Regions from separate parts of the Gossypium hirsutum genome. Here regions 2, 3 and 4 are each linked to region 1. The links are chromatin contacts, called in public Hi-C maps. All regions are on one chromosome and are shown on one strand. The core of a region is the stretch at or near the end of the contact, and the rest is flanking DNA. Distances in the headings are between cores, read along the strand shown. Region 1 holds the start of LOC107946430. Region 2 holds the start of LOC107946422 (protein NRT1/ PTR FAMILY 4.6). Region 3 holds the start of LOC107946425 (ethylene-responsive transcription factor ERF119). Region 4 holds the start of LOC107946426 (alpha-xylosidase 1).

The links. Hi-C and Micro-C count contacts between places; a contact is called where the count stands out from the background.
Region 2: a contact with region 1 is called in a Hi-C map of leaf, with 5 times the contacts expected there. The contact joins the promoter of LOC107946422 here to the promoter of LOC107946430 in region 1. A contact is called at or near these places in 2 of 34 Hi-C or Micro-C datasets (both in leaf).
Region 3: a Hi-C map of leaf shows a contact between it and region 1, with 2.2 times the contacts expected there. The contact joins the promoter of LOC107946425 here to the promoter of LOC107946430 in region 1. A contact is called at or near these places in 6 of 34 Hi-C or Micro-C datasets (callus, hypocotyl and leaf).
Region 4: a contact with region 1 is called in a Hi-C map of leaf, with 6 times the contacts expected there. The contact joins the promoter of LOC107946426 here to the promoter of LOC107946430 in region 1. A contact is called at or near these places in 15 of 34 Hi-C or Micro-C datasets (anther, callus, fibers and 4 more).

What each region holds. Positions count from the first base shown.
Region 1 is chrD12:51,246,698-51,249,834 of Gossypium_hirsutum_v2.1, forward strand. It overlaps LOC107946430, which reads left to right and starts at 1,727. Exons shown (of 3, transcript XM_016880755.2): 1 at 1,727-2,182; 2 at 2,273-2,354; 3 at 2,705-3,056. The coding sequence starts at 2,063. The coding sequence ends at 2,871. It overlaps LOC107946429, which reads left to right. Exons shown (of 6, transcript XM_016880752.2): 4 at 1-42; 5 at 131-341; 6 at 447-1,251. The coding sequence ends at 973.
Region 2 is chrD12:51,043,766-51,046,902 of Gossypium_hirsutum_v2.1, forward strand. LOC107946422 (protein NRT1/ PTR FAMILY 4.6) reads right to left here and starts at 1,679. Exons shown (of 5, transcript XM_016880740.2): 1 at 1,474-1,679; 2 at 1,182-1,293; 3 at 851-1,068. The coding sequence starts at 1,476.
Region 3 is chrD12:51,086,477-51,089,613 of Gossypium_hirsutum_v2.1, forward strand. LOC107946425 (ethylene-responsive transcription factor ERF119) reads right to left here and starts at 1,553. Exons shown (of 3, transcript XM_041107024.1): 1 at 1,407-1,553; 2 at 732-1,005; 3 at 1-614. The coding sequence starts at 393.
Region 4 is chrD12:51,113,493-51,116,629 of Gossypium_hirsutum_v2.1, forward strand. LOC107946426 (alpha-xylosidase 1) reads right to left here and starts at 1,714. Exons shown (of 3, transcript XM_016880747.2): 1 at 1,409-1,714; 2 at 627-1,309. The coding sequence starts at 1,635.

The DNA of each region.
Region 1 (3,137 bases), core at 477-2,976:
CAAGACATCCAGGATGCGGCTGATGAAGCTAACAAATTAGAGGTATATATACTTCATTGGTTCATGGATCTCATATTGTTTAACTTTTTCTGTTTGTAGTTTAATGCTTATGCATGGTTTTATCTTCTAGGAATGGATTTTGGTAACCAAGGTTGCCACTTCTGATGAAGTGGGTATTCGTGTTTCTGGCCGGACAGCTATTCGACCGTCTTCACAATTCACTAAAGGTAGTACTTCATGTATTGGTGTTGGGTCTGTTGTTGATGTCTGGTGGCATGATGGTTGGTGGGAAGGCCTTGTTGTTCAGGAGTTGGAAGATAAATTTCGTGTTCATTTCCCAGGTTTGTAAATGGCTTTAAATCTTAATGTTTTGAGTTTTTTATGCTCATGAATGGTGGAATATATATTGTTGTTTTTCTTTCCAGATCTGACAATTGCATTTGCAGGAGAAAAGCGGGAATCAGTCTTTGGTATCGGTGATATAAGACAATCTCAGGAATGGCTAGGAAATCGGTGGATAAATTTGAAGGAAAGGCATGATCTTGTGAGTACCATACTCTGGGCCGGAAAGCAAGACGTAAGCAGATCCTATAATTTCAATACCGACAAAAACACCATTTGTGAGAGTGGACAGTGTGGTAAAGAAGCCACTGAGTGTAAAGGTTCTGCTGTTGAACCAGGAAATGAGAGGGCACAAGATGCGAGTGTTGTTCCAGATCTTTCAAAGGATGATCGGCTTTCTCAGTTGAAGTGGAAGTCATCTAGGAAGAGAAAACGTGTGACTTCGACCTGTGTACGGAAGCTGAATTGCAGTCGAAACCTCATCAAAAGCACTGCACAGTCAGTTGCTTGTGAACGATTTTTGATTCCTGCATCCTTAAAAGTCGATAATGAGAACTGCAAGAACATAGGTGATCCGTTATTCAGTTCTTCAGTAGTACCGCAGCTAACAAGCTTGGTAATGACTAGGTGATTGGAGTTGTTGCTTTCTGTTTTGTTTGGAAGTGTTATTTTCGGAAGTCTGGCATTGGGGCATCCATCTCCCTCTTTTTTTCTTGTATGCAACTTTCAGCCTATGGGGCTCTAACTTAGAGTCTTGCAAATTTCAGGCTACAGTTTTGGATGCATTATAATAACCTGGTAGATCTCTAACTTACTAAGCCTCGTTTGTCTAGGATGTTTCCATTAGGATCTCTGCTTGTTTTGTATTCTATTTATTGTTTTTGGAAATAAAAATATTCAATTTTTCAACTGTGAGCTCTTCATAGCACAATGCAGGGATACTCGGCAGAATTTGCAGCTTAAACCCCTTTATAACAACTGAGTTCAATACATGTTACGCCATGTCACATTCATCACTTTCTACTTTGGTCCAATAAAAATAGTTAAAAGTTTACCCTTTTTTTTAACAGGTTTATTGTGCAGCAAATATAAAATAACAAATTCTTGTGTTAATTGTGGTTAAACAAGATCGATAAACTTGTAATCGAGACATTGGAAACCGCTGCGTGAACTTGCAAGCAGGAACCATCCATTTTTTCCTTTTAAGTAAATGAAATTTACCTGACAAGACAAGTGCGATTCCTTTTCTTTAAATTTGCTGGCATCGTCCTAAATTTTTGAGAGTTCCTTGTCTTATTCTACAGCATATCTCCTCCATGGTTTCTTTACAGAGGACCGTACCCAATATAACTATGACATGATGGATTAAATGAACTAAAAAGTTGGACATGGATTTGAGATTGGTCCCGTAAGCAACTTCTTTTAAAAGTAATTATTATTGATGACAAATTTTCATCCCCAAGAAAAAAAAACCCTCAAAAAGTAGGATGTGGGGGCGCCCTCTGTGACTTGAGCATCTTTCAACTAGGCATGAAAAGGACCCTTTTCTCATTTCCTTGTTTAACAGCTTAAGATGCTCTTTCTTTATCCTCAAAAAATGGGCTTGTTCTTTAAGTAGCTCAGTTGCAACAGGAGGCTGTTGTTGCAGTGATTTGAACTCGAGATTGACCCCTGGAACCTCCTCCTTATGTATGAAGTCCTTTAACAGATAAAAGAAGCTATGGTTCTCCCTAGTCAGGTGCCTAAGAAAGACGCCAGAAGAATTGAATTCAACAACCCAAGGAGCTTTTTACTTCCTGGAAGTAGTCTTGCCTCTGTCGAATCCTTATCCATGCCTCTCGTTAGTTCTCCTATTCTCTCATTTGTATGTTGAATGAACTGATCTTTAACAGTTTTTGGTGGTAAGTATTTTTCTATTTGCTGAGAGCAGGTCCACGAAGTTGTTTACTCAGCAGATATTAGATGTGCAGAGTGTCAAATGAGAATAGCAGACATAATCTCAAGAATGAATGGTACGTTTTCTTCATTACTTTAAAACTGTGGCCAGGATTTATACATGCTTCATACAATGAAATTTTCAGAGAACATTGGGGGTGATAAGGGGATGGCCAGTGGCCGGTTAGCGGTGAGAGTTTTTTGGGAAGCACTGCATGAATGTATAGTTTCAGTCTCTAATCTGGTGTGCACTGTTTCAGATCAATGCCCACAATTATTATAATAATTGCTTGCTCGATCCTAGTAGAACTTGCTTTAACAAATTTTCTGACGGTGAGAGTTGCATGAGATCTAGCTAGAAACCAGGATTTATGGTCTTAATCCAGATTCCTGCATTAACCCAAATCTTAATTATATTGTTTCTTAGCAGATACAGATTCTGTTTTGGTAAATGTGTTGGAGAACAAGGTAACACTCACCTCTAGATACCCTGGAAGTACTAAGTTGGGTCCAAGGCAAGTTCCTGTTATTTATAGGAATCCTATCAGCACAATGGCCATGATCAAGAAGCTCTTTCGCTTGTCCCGTAGTTGAATACTGATGGACAACCATCCAACATGCTACAGAATTCTTCGTATGGAGATTTGCTTGTTCTTATACTTTTTGTTGTAAAAGGTTACTGTTCTCAGTTTTTGGTCGTAATATCTCAAATGTATATGGAAACATAGTGCACTGTTGGATGTGTTTTAAATTATCAACCGAACTCTTCACCTTTGTTATACCATGTTACTTGATCCAAACTATTCATTTTCTATAAAGCATCTGTATTTTGCGATTTTCAGATAAGGGTATGAAGAGAA
Region 2 (3,137 bases), core at 429-2,928, 200 kb before region 1:
ACAAACGTGTCCCCCAGCCGTTCCCAAAGCTGCGACGATTTGGACGTTCTTATAAACAGGTGTCTAACCAAAAGGGTTACCATCTGTCATGTAGGCTTATCATATCATGGGCGTGCTTTCTAACAGAGACAATATTTCAAAGCAATAAGACAAGATAAATATAGAAAAAGGAAGTTTCTCATGTCGTAAATAGCGACACAAATATTATAAAAAGGTCCCCGCCACCTCCTCCCTATAGCCCCATCACCAAAGGTGTTGCCTTTGATTGGATACGTTTCAATTTTCATGACTATCCAATGGACCCGACGTTTCTCCTTCCCCTCCACGTCTAAATTTATCTTTAAAATGTGCCTTTTCACAATTTAATTGGACATCAAATAAAATTTGAGGTGAAAGAATCTCAAAAGCTAAATGTTGTTGCAAGTTTTCTCATGTGATGAAAGATTGAAATTTGAAAGAGACCCTTTTACTTTTTCTCTTTTTCATGTTTTGTTTTGAATTATATATATGTGGAATCTGATAGAGAGATTGAAATTTATGAGCATTCATCAATAATGCCTCGATAGATGTACCTAAACAGACGGTGTTCCTTGGATCTATATACCAAAGTCTTAGGGTTGCTTTGCGCCTATGACGGCCCCCAAACTTTAATGCTTTGCACACTAAGATTTTTGGTCATTGTCTTTTTTCTTTCTAAAGTGCTCATCTTTCATGCAAAAGGCCTCTAACTTGCTTTCTCAAAAGAAAAGAAAAAAAAAAGGAAAAAAGAAGAATCATCGATGAAATTCAAAAACGACAATAGAAATGGTTATGCATATAGAGAGAAGAAGAAGCAGGAGAGAGTTAGTACCAGAAACTCGGTGAATGCGCTTATCAAGTAGATGTGATAAGTGGTGAAGAAAGCATCAGATAAGAAACCTCCAAGCAGAGCTAGAAGAAAGGCAGTCCCCATGAAATTGGTGACATTGTTTGCCGATTTAGATGGAGATAAGTGCATGTACTTGGACAAATACATCACTAGGTTGCTGGCATTTGCCAAGTACGCCAGGTTCTCCAGCACTTCCACAACTGACGACACACAAAAATTATCATTATACCATATCAATGAAAGATAATAAATATATATTATATAAGTAGTCCCTTTCAGGCTGGTTCTTTCATAGGTAACTAAGCTAAATTACCCAAGACAAAGGAGGCTGCAAAAATGCCACCATGTCTACCCTTGAGAGCAGGTCGATTCCTCCAATCAGCATAGCCTTCCCATCTGGTATCCTGTAGGTTCACCCCATGTTCCTGCGGCCAAAACTCAAATAAAAACGAAGCGTTATTAGAAAAATAAGAAAGCAATACACAGCTTTCTTGTATGTTAGCTTGAACAAAGCAAATTAAGCCAGGGGGAGGAGTGAAAGAGAGGAGGAGAACATAAAAAAAAAAAAAAAGGAGAGAAAATTAGGGGAGGAAAGAGGAACCCACCATTGCTAGCTGTTTCTCTCTCTTAAGTTTCCAACTTGGTTAAGTTGGATTGGATCTCAGGTGAGAGAGGAAACTTAGATTGGAAAAGCTGGGTGGTGAGTGGTGGATGTATTTAAAGAGTGGGGAAGGGAACTTTGGAGGAGAGAAATGTCTAGACACCTTAGAAAATGACTTCGATCCATCCCCTATGTTATTTAACTCAAATGGTTCTAATCTTCAACTAAGATTATGATTTTTTATAAGTAGGATTCTTCTGTGATAACTAATGAGATATTGGCACATATTGCATAAATCGTTTTATATTGATTAATCCTATTATGTGTTGTTTAATCTAATTAGACTATGTTCTATTTGTGCTTTCTAATTTGTAGTTAGAGTTATTTAAATCTGTCTGTTATGATTCCAATCTAATACCTTTGCCTTTATTATTATCGATGGATATGATTGTATGTTTCATTTTTGTAAAAATATAATAACAAGTCCTTTGAGTGATCACATATTCAAAAAATATATAAATTAAATTTTTATATGTTTTAAATATGAAACTAGCTAATAAATTTTGGACAAACAAAAATACTTTTTACACATTTGTTTTCGGGAATATAAAAATTAATTATATCACTCAATAATAATCAAAATAAATTATATACCATCCAAAAAGAGGAGAGGAAGATTAGGATAGAACTATGAAATCCTCCCAACCCAAAGTAAAAGAGAGGAATAAGGTGTATATTTGACTCTCAACATAACCACATACTGAGTATATTGATATTCAATTATTAAATGTAAAGTTGTTAAAGCCTCAGCCTCCTAATTATAGTATGTTAGCTTTCGGTAAATAGCAACAATGTTAAAAGGGAAGCAAATCTTTAATCTTTGGGATTTTTTAATTATTTTCCATGTTTCCAGTACCACTACTATAATAATAAAATATATGATTAAGATGAAAGAATTGATTCGCTAATCCTCCCCGTATACGTGTTCCAACATGATCCTTTAAGCTTTGCTCCTGACTGATCAATTCAAGAATTTTGTCTCCTGGATGACGATAACATGTACATGCATAGCAGCTTTTATACAAGTGCATTTCTGCCTGACTCTATTTGTTTTCCAAAACCCTAAATCAAAGTTTCACACGAACGAATGGACTCTTTGTAGATTTGCTATCATCTATTTTGTTTATTTAAATTGAGTTTTGACGGTCTCTTGTAAAAATCTTGACCAAGAAATAATGGAGAAAAAGTGAGTCAAATTATAGCTTTTTTAAGGACATACCCACCATCGTCCACTTAACATGCCTAGTGGTACGACCATTGATGGTGATCTTTCTAAAACTATATGTAAAAATAAAGATACCTTAGAAGAAGATTTAATTCTTTGGTTTAGTTAAAGTTAACTGACATGATAGAATTTATGCTGGCAACATGATTTTCGGTATCATTTTTATATCGATCGATATGTTTCAGTTTTAAACCAGTATTATATAATTTGTGTTCTATTCTAATTGAAGTTTCAGGATATTGGTACGTTTTAACCTATAGTTATTAGTATTAGATTTTAATAGTTTAAACTAATTTTTATATATTTATCCTTTAACCATATTTACTTTTTATAATTACATTTAAAAATATAATATAATCAATTAATTTAATTAATAATTTTAA
Region 3 (3,137 bases), core at 303-2,802, 160 kb before region 1:
CTTCCTTTGACGAACCCCAACAGGTTTTTTGGTTTTAGCCACCAGAGGTTTGTCTTCAAGGGTTCTACTCAAAACCCTTTTCCTGCTAGTAGGGGTTTTAGAGTTACTGTCTTGCGAAGATGTCTCGGACTCAAGAGGCTTTACCTGAGGAGCCAACCCTAAAACAGGAACTCTCATTTCACGAACAAAACGCCTTCCCCTTGGGGCCTTTCTAGCAGCACTTCCCTCGGATTCATCTTCACTTGAAGATGAATCGGTTGCATATGGATCATGGAAGATGACTCGAACTTTCCTAGTCATTTGGGTTTCTTCTTCACTCATCGTTGATTGGGGTTTTTTAGGCTTTTTGCAGGACTTACTCAGATTCATGGTTTGTTTTCGATACTCTAACATTTTTGGAAGCAAAACTGGGTAAAACTCAACTAAACCCCCCCTCAAAATACCCGGAAAAACTGTAGACAACTATTTAAACAAAATCGAATGACAAAAAAGGGTGACAAAGTCGAAAACTATGAAAGCTGTATCAAGTATGAGCCCCTCTTAAAAACAAGAAAAGATAGAAAAATCGTTGTTTTATGTGAAAACCTCCAAAGGACTCAACTCCAGAACAACTCCTGCAAACCAAAAACAAAGCAATCCGACATCAAAACACTGAAAATACCCAAAAGAAAGCACAACAAAAGACAGATTCATATAAAAAACTAAAACAGGGGGTTTATCTGTTGCCATACTTTTTGGGTCTCAAACGCATCGAAACAGTCGAGAACACGATATTCAGTCTCTGCCTATAGAAGCAGAGAATCATGCAAGAAACAGCCAACAAAGCGGTGATGAACAAGCGAGCACAGACAGTTGTTGTAGAAGATGAAAAACAGAGCTGCAACTGAGCCCCAATCAAAGCCAAATCAAACTCAGCCGACATAAATTCACTAATCAACCTCCCTTAGCTCTTCCAAAGCGCAACCGAAAACAACGCTCAACAAAGCCTCCTCTCTGCCGTTTTGCCTTTTCCAGAGAACCCAAAACGAGAAGAAAAGAAAATCGACTTAGATACTGCTAGATCTAGCGGAAAAAAGAAAAGAGGAAAAGAGAGAAAGGATTAGAAATCTATGGCTCTGATTTTTCTCTCTCAAACACTATACCCCTAACAAAAACCCAGCAAAAATAGCCTCTTATCGCTTTGTTTCGAACAGTAATATAGACCACACCACCACCGTGAAAAACAGTGTAAAAAATAAGACCGACCAACGAGGTTAACAGAGAGACACAAATCTCAATGGAAGCAAAAACATCATAAAAAAATTATTTAAAAATATCAACAATTAAATAAAATAATAAAAAACCCAAAAAACCAATTCCATTTCCCTAAAAATTCAGGAAAATTAATATTTATTAGTTACCATTACCTTCTCTCTCTAGTGGGTATGGACTGACTCTGGATTTTCTACTATTTTTATTCAAATCTTGACGTCGCTTTCTCTTTTTCTTCTGCTCTGTTTTTCTTCTTCTTTCCCTAAGGCCATTCACCTTTTACCACCGGCATTAAAGCGAACTATATATGTGAATAAATATATTATTAAATTAATTAAAAGAAAAAGTTAAATTGAATTTATTTATGGAAATAAAAAATCAATATGAGCTGTCATGCATATCGTATCATCATGCATGACCAATCTTACCATCTCATGCGTATCATGTTTCACCTGGCACGGGGTTTTTAACTAACACTTGGCACTCGTTATTGTGTATCCACGCTCGCATCGACCATCACGGATTGGTCCAGTTGACGGCGAGTTGAACACACGCCTTAAGTGAGAGAGTGGGGATAGAGCTTCTGATGTCCGCATCTGTATTTTGGTATGGACGAAGCGCCGCGATTCGGCAACGTATTGGTGAAGGAGTTTTTTTGGCGTTTACAACAGGATTCGCGTAACATTTGGGTCTAGGACTCTACCAAATTACGATATAACCACTGAGGAAGTGACGGGGTTTCATTTCTTCTACGGTCTAGGATTCCCCTTATTATCACTTGAGAAGATTTTTAGGGGAAATCTCCGTATTTTTCTGCTATTTTATTTTTATTCTTAAATGATTCTGTTTGAAAATAATAAACAGCCCATAGGTGCAAAGCGTGATCTTAAATAACCTCATCAATATGTAAATTATGAATTTGACCAATCATAGTACCTCCAATTTATTCTCATGCATAATTATATTTTGGCTCACATAAAAAATAAAATATTTAAACTCGATTTTATGTTTGGACAAAATGAAACACGTTAAAAGTTACAAGGATTAAGACAACACGTTTTGTATAGTTAAGTGAAATTAAACGACAGCTACCCAGACATGGCAATGCAACCATATAACGTAAAGTGCAAAAAATCCAACACCATTTAACAATGCATTTATTTTTATATAAACATTTAACTGCAGCAATTACAAACACCGTAAATTCAATAAAATATTCTTCATTTATTTACACAATTAAAATGATTTTGATTGGATGCGATTTAAAACACCATAACTCATCATAACCACTATATAGAAAACCATTCAATTACATATCCAACTAATCATCATGCCTTTATGTAATTGTAAAATTTCCGACTCTAAAATTTTAAAATCAACATAAATGTGGTATTTACTGTATATTGTGCATAATTTTTTTTATAAATATGATATTTATATTCATTTTGTGCTTAAATTCTAGTGTATATATACAAAGAGATATTGTATGAAACTGTGATTCCACATCATCCCTATCCCTTAAGAAAAATCACAGTTTCAAACAATCCCTTCTCATATATATATTATTATATTTTTGCTTATATCTTTTTCTTTTCGGATGTATAGTTAATAGTTATTAACTTGTTATGAAATAAAGAGTAAAAGAACAAAAAATTAGGAGAGCCAAATAAAACGTATTTTATTGATTAACATAGTGTGCACTATGCTTCTTTAAACTCTATATTTATAGATACAAGTATAGATGAAATAAAACTTTATTTATGATTAATATTCGAGTTCTAAATTGCATCAAATTTATATTGATCTTAATGCACATCCACTTAATAATAAAATATTTATAACACTTCTCCTTTGACATCTATTGGTAGATTATGTGTCTTAATAAA
Region 4 (3,137 bases), core at 464-2,963, 130 kb before region 1:
ATTAGATATGGGACCAATCCACCTAACCATATTAAAATGGGAACAAAATATCATTCATCTTAATGCATTGCCACGCCCAAGCAGGGGTAGCTAGGTATTTTAAAAATTTTAAAATAATAAAAATAATATTATATTTTTACTCTCTAAAAATAATAAAAATTTAATTTAATCTTTTAAAATTTATAAAAATATAAATTATTAAAAATTACAATTTAATTTCAAAACCTTTAACAATATTTTCTACCTTCGCCCAACCTGATTAATCTACATTAGCCAACAGATGAATCAAGTGGCCCAAGTTTCCCTACATCTCTTAATCGTCCCTCCTCATTACGTTTAAAATCTGTCGTGTTGTCTTACACCCACATATTGCCGTATTATGATTCAAAATTATGGATTTATTTAATGCTACATTTATCATCAAAATCTAACCTTTCCCATATAAAAAAGGAAATATTGGTCATATCATAAAAGATTGTTTTTGAGTCAATGCCATTAGATTTAGCTTGAGACCTTTTTGTGTTAAACCCAACATAATATCCACAGTGAAGAACATAAACAAATACTTGAACAAAATATGAAAACGTTAAACGTAATGCAATGCAAGTGAGAAAACGAAAGCATACCTAGAGACCAGTAAGGCATGGGAGCGGGCCTGCCGATAAAAGAGGTGTACTGATCAACAAAGCCAAGGGGAGTGGGCCCGGAAAAGAAGTAAAAGTCAAAAACACCACCTATTATCTTATACGTCAATGAATTCCCTCTGTAAAACACATCCATGCCATTGCTGTTCAACAAGAGAACAGCATGTGCAAATGGCTGACCACCCACATTCCTCAAGTCCATGTAAACAGGGTGGGATCCGTACAAATCAGTGTTGAGGTTAATAGCTGACACATCGGTTGTGTACAATGTGTAAGGGTCATTGGGATACAGCTTGATGCCATGCGGTTGAGTGTTCTCTCCAAGTCCATACAGTGAAGCATCTTTAGGCAACTGTGTGGATATCTCCAAGTACTGATCCTTAAACACCATTTCTCCGAATGAGTCCGACCCTCCAGAGCTGGAATTGAAAAGGGTCTGCCCATTTGATTTCCTTTTCACCGCAAAGCTAAAAGGGTCGGCTATGAAGCTGAATATGAGCTCAGACCCTGCAAGCTCCGACACTGTTAAAGGGTTCTTTCTTGATCTCCCAATCGTTTGCTTCAATGCGGGTGGTTGTTCCCTTGGTAAAAGATTGTACGGAACTTCCCATCTCTGCTTCTCAGCATCTGTTATGTGTACCCTCAAACGATCTTCCGTCTCATGCCTTTAGAAGAAGGGAAAAAAAAGGAAGAAATTTTTTATTAAGAGGAATGTAAATGCAAAAGAGGCAAAGATTAAGAGTAAAACTAGACTGGTAACTTACTTGACATAGAGTTGCAAGAGAGGAATATCAGGACCATATATGTTGTTCTTTTGCTTGACCTGAAGGTGACCCAGAAAGCCACCATCAGGGGTCTCTTCAGCTGAGATCAAACGGTACCCTTTTCCAATCTTAGTGGGGGCAGATGAAAACCCTCCATAGAAACATGATAATAAAACCAGAAGAACGTAGAGGGAACTCGAAGAAAGTAGGTAAGTTGGAGAGAACATTACTCAAACAAAGCAGAGAGCAAAGAGAAGAGTGAGGAGCAAAGAGTGTTAAAAAGGACTACATAGGAATAGGAGTCACTGAATGAAAGAAGTGGCAGTCGTTTGATGCATGAATAGGGTGGTCTTAGACACGTGATGATGATGGTCTGTGGACCAGATGCCTCTCCCTGTTTTGATCATAAAATCTTTTTTCAACCAAGAGTGGTCCCATTTCTATCAACGACTTTGGTTGATAATGTCGTAGATTCATCAAATGAAGACATGGAGATATCTTTGTTATATTCTGCTTTACTGGTCTCAGTAACACCCCCAAGCAAAATCATGATATGTTACAATTAGTAGAGAAATGGTGATAGAGTTGGAGTAGCTAGAATCCAATGCAATCCATGGTCATAGATGGGCTTTCAAGTTTGTTCAGTTCCTGAGAGATCAAATATATTTTATAAAAAGAAGGGGGAAAGGAAACACCTTTTCTTCTACGCTCATAAATCAGGTATTCATAGATAGGAATCTTGCTGTTGAAACCTATTTACTAATATTAAATGAGGATGAAGAAACATCTTCATCTAATTTACAATTAAAACAACCACAAGTTAGGAGGGTTAAAAACCCCTGCTTTCTTGCTTGTATATTAGTTATCCATAGCTAATATGCTAAACTTAAATTTTATTTTAATAAAGATTATGAAGTCGGTGGCAGTGTTTTCTTAAGCATAAGGGTCAAACAATTCAAGCATTTATATATTAAAATGTCCATTGAAAAATAGGCATCATTTCAGTCCTAGAAGAAGTTATCCTCAAGAAAAATATTGGGAAGATTAAATTATAAGGAGGTGGTCCCAATTTCTTGAATCAACAAATTCATTGATATTGTTCTTGTTATTGTACTTTGATGACAAATGAGTAAGGATGCAAGAAGAAAAATTGGTATTGTAGTAACCGATAAGGGCTCGTGACCCTTAAATCATGTCATTACGTACCCCAAGTATGTCCACATTATCACTGTAATCTGATTCTATTTTGTCTTTTCAAGGGCATGGGCATGGGTTTATGAAGGATGAATGGACGCTTTTTCTCTTTCTAATTATTTAGTATGTCTTTCAAATATTAGACATTTTGCATCTATACTTAACTATATAATCCGTTAGAATAAAGATAACAAGCATTTTAATTTTATGATAATCGAGAATTGGGAACAACATGGTGAATCTTGTAAGAAGATTAAGAGATTGTAGGGGGAAAAGCACTGGAAAATGAAGTTAAATCCAGTATCTTGGGATCCCACTCTTGTTTGCCTCGTAAATTAGATATACGGCACTGTCATTACATGGAGAAATTAATATATGATTAAAATATTTGTAATATAACCCCCAACTTTAATTTTAACTTCACTGCCCCTTTCCAATTGGATTATGATACTGTCATTGCTTCATCTCCTTAAGTTTGTTCTCTGGCGTTTTCGACTCACACCTCGGAACTCTAAGCACTGAAAAGAAGCAAAGG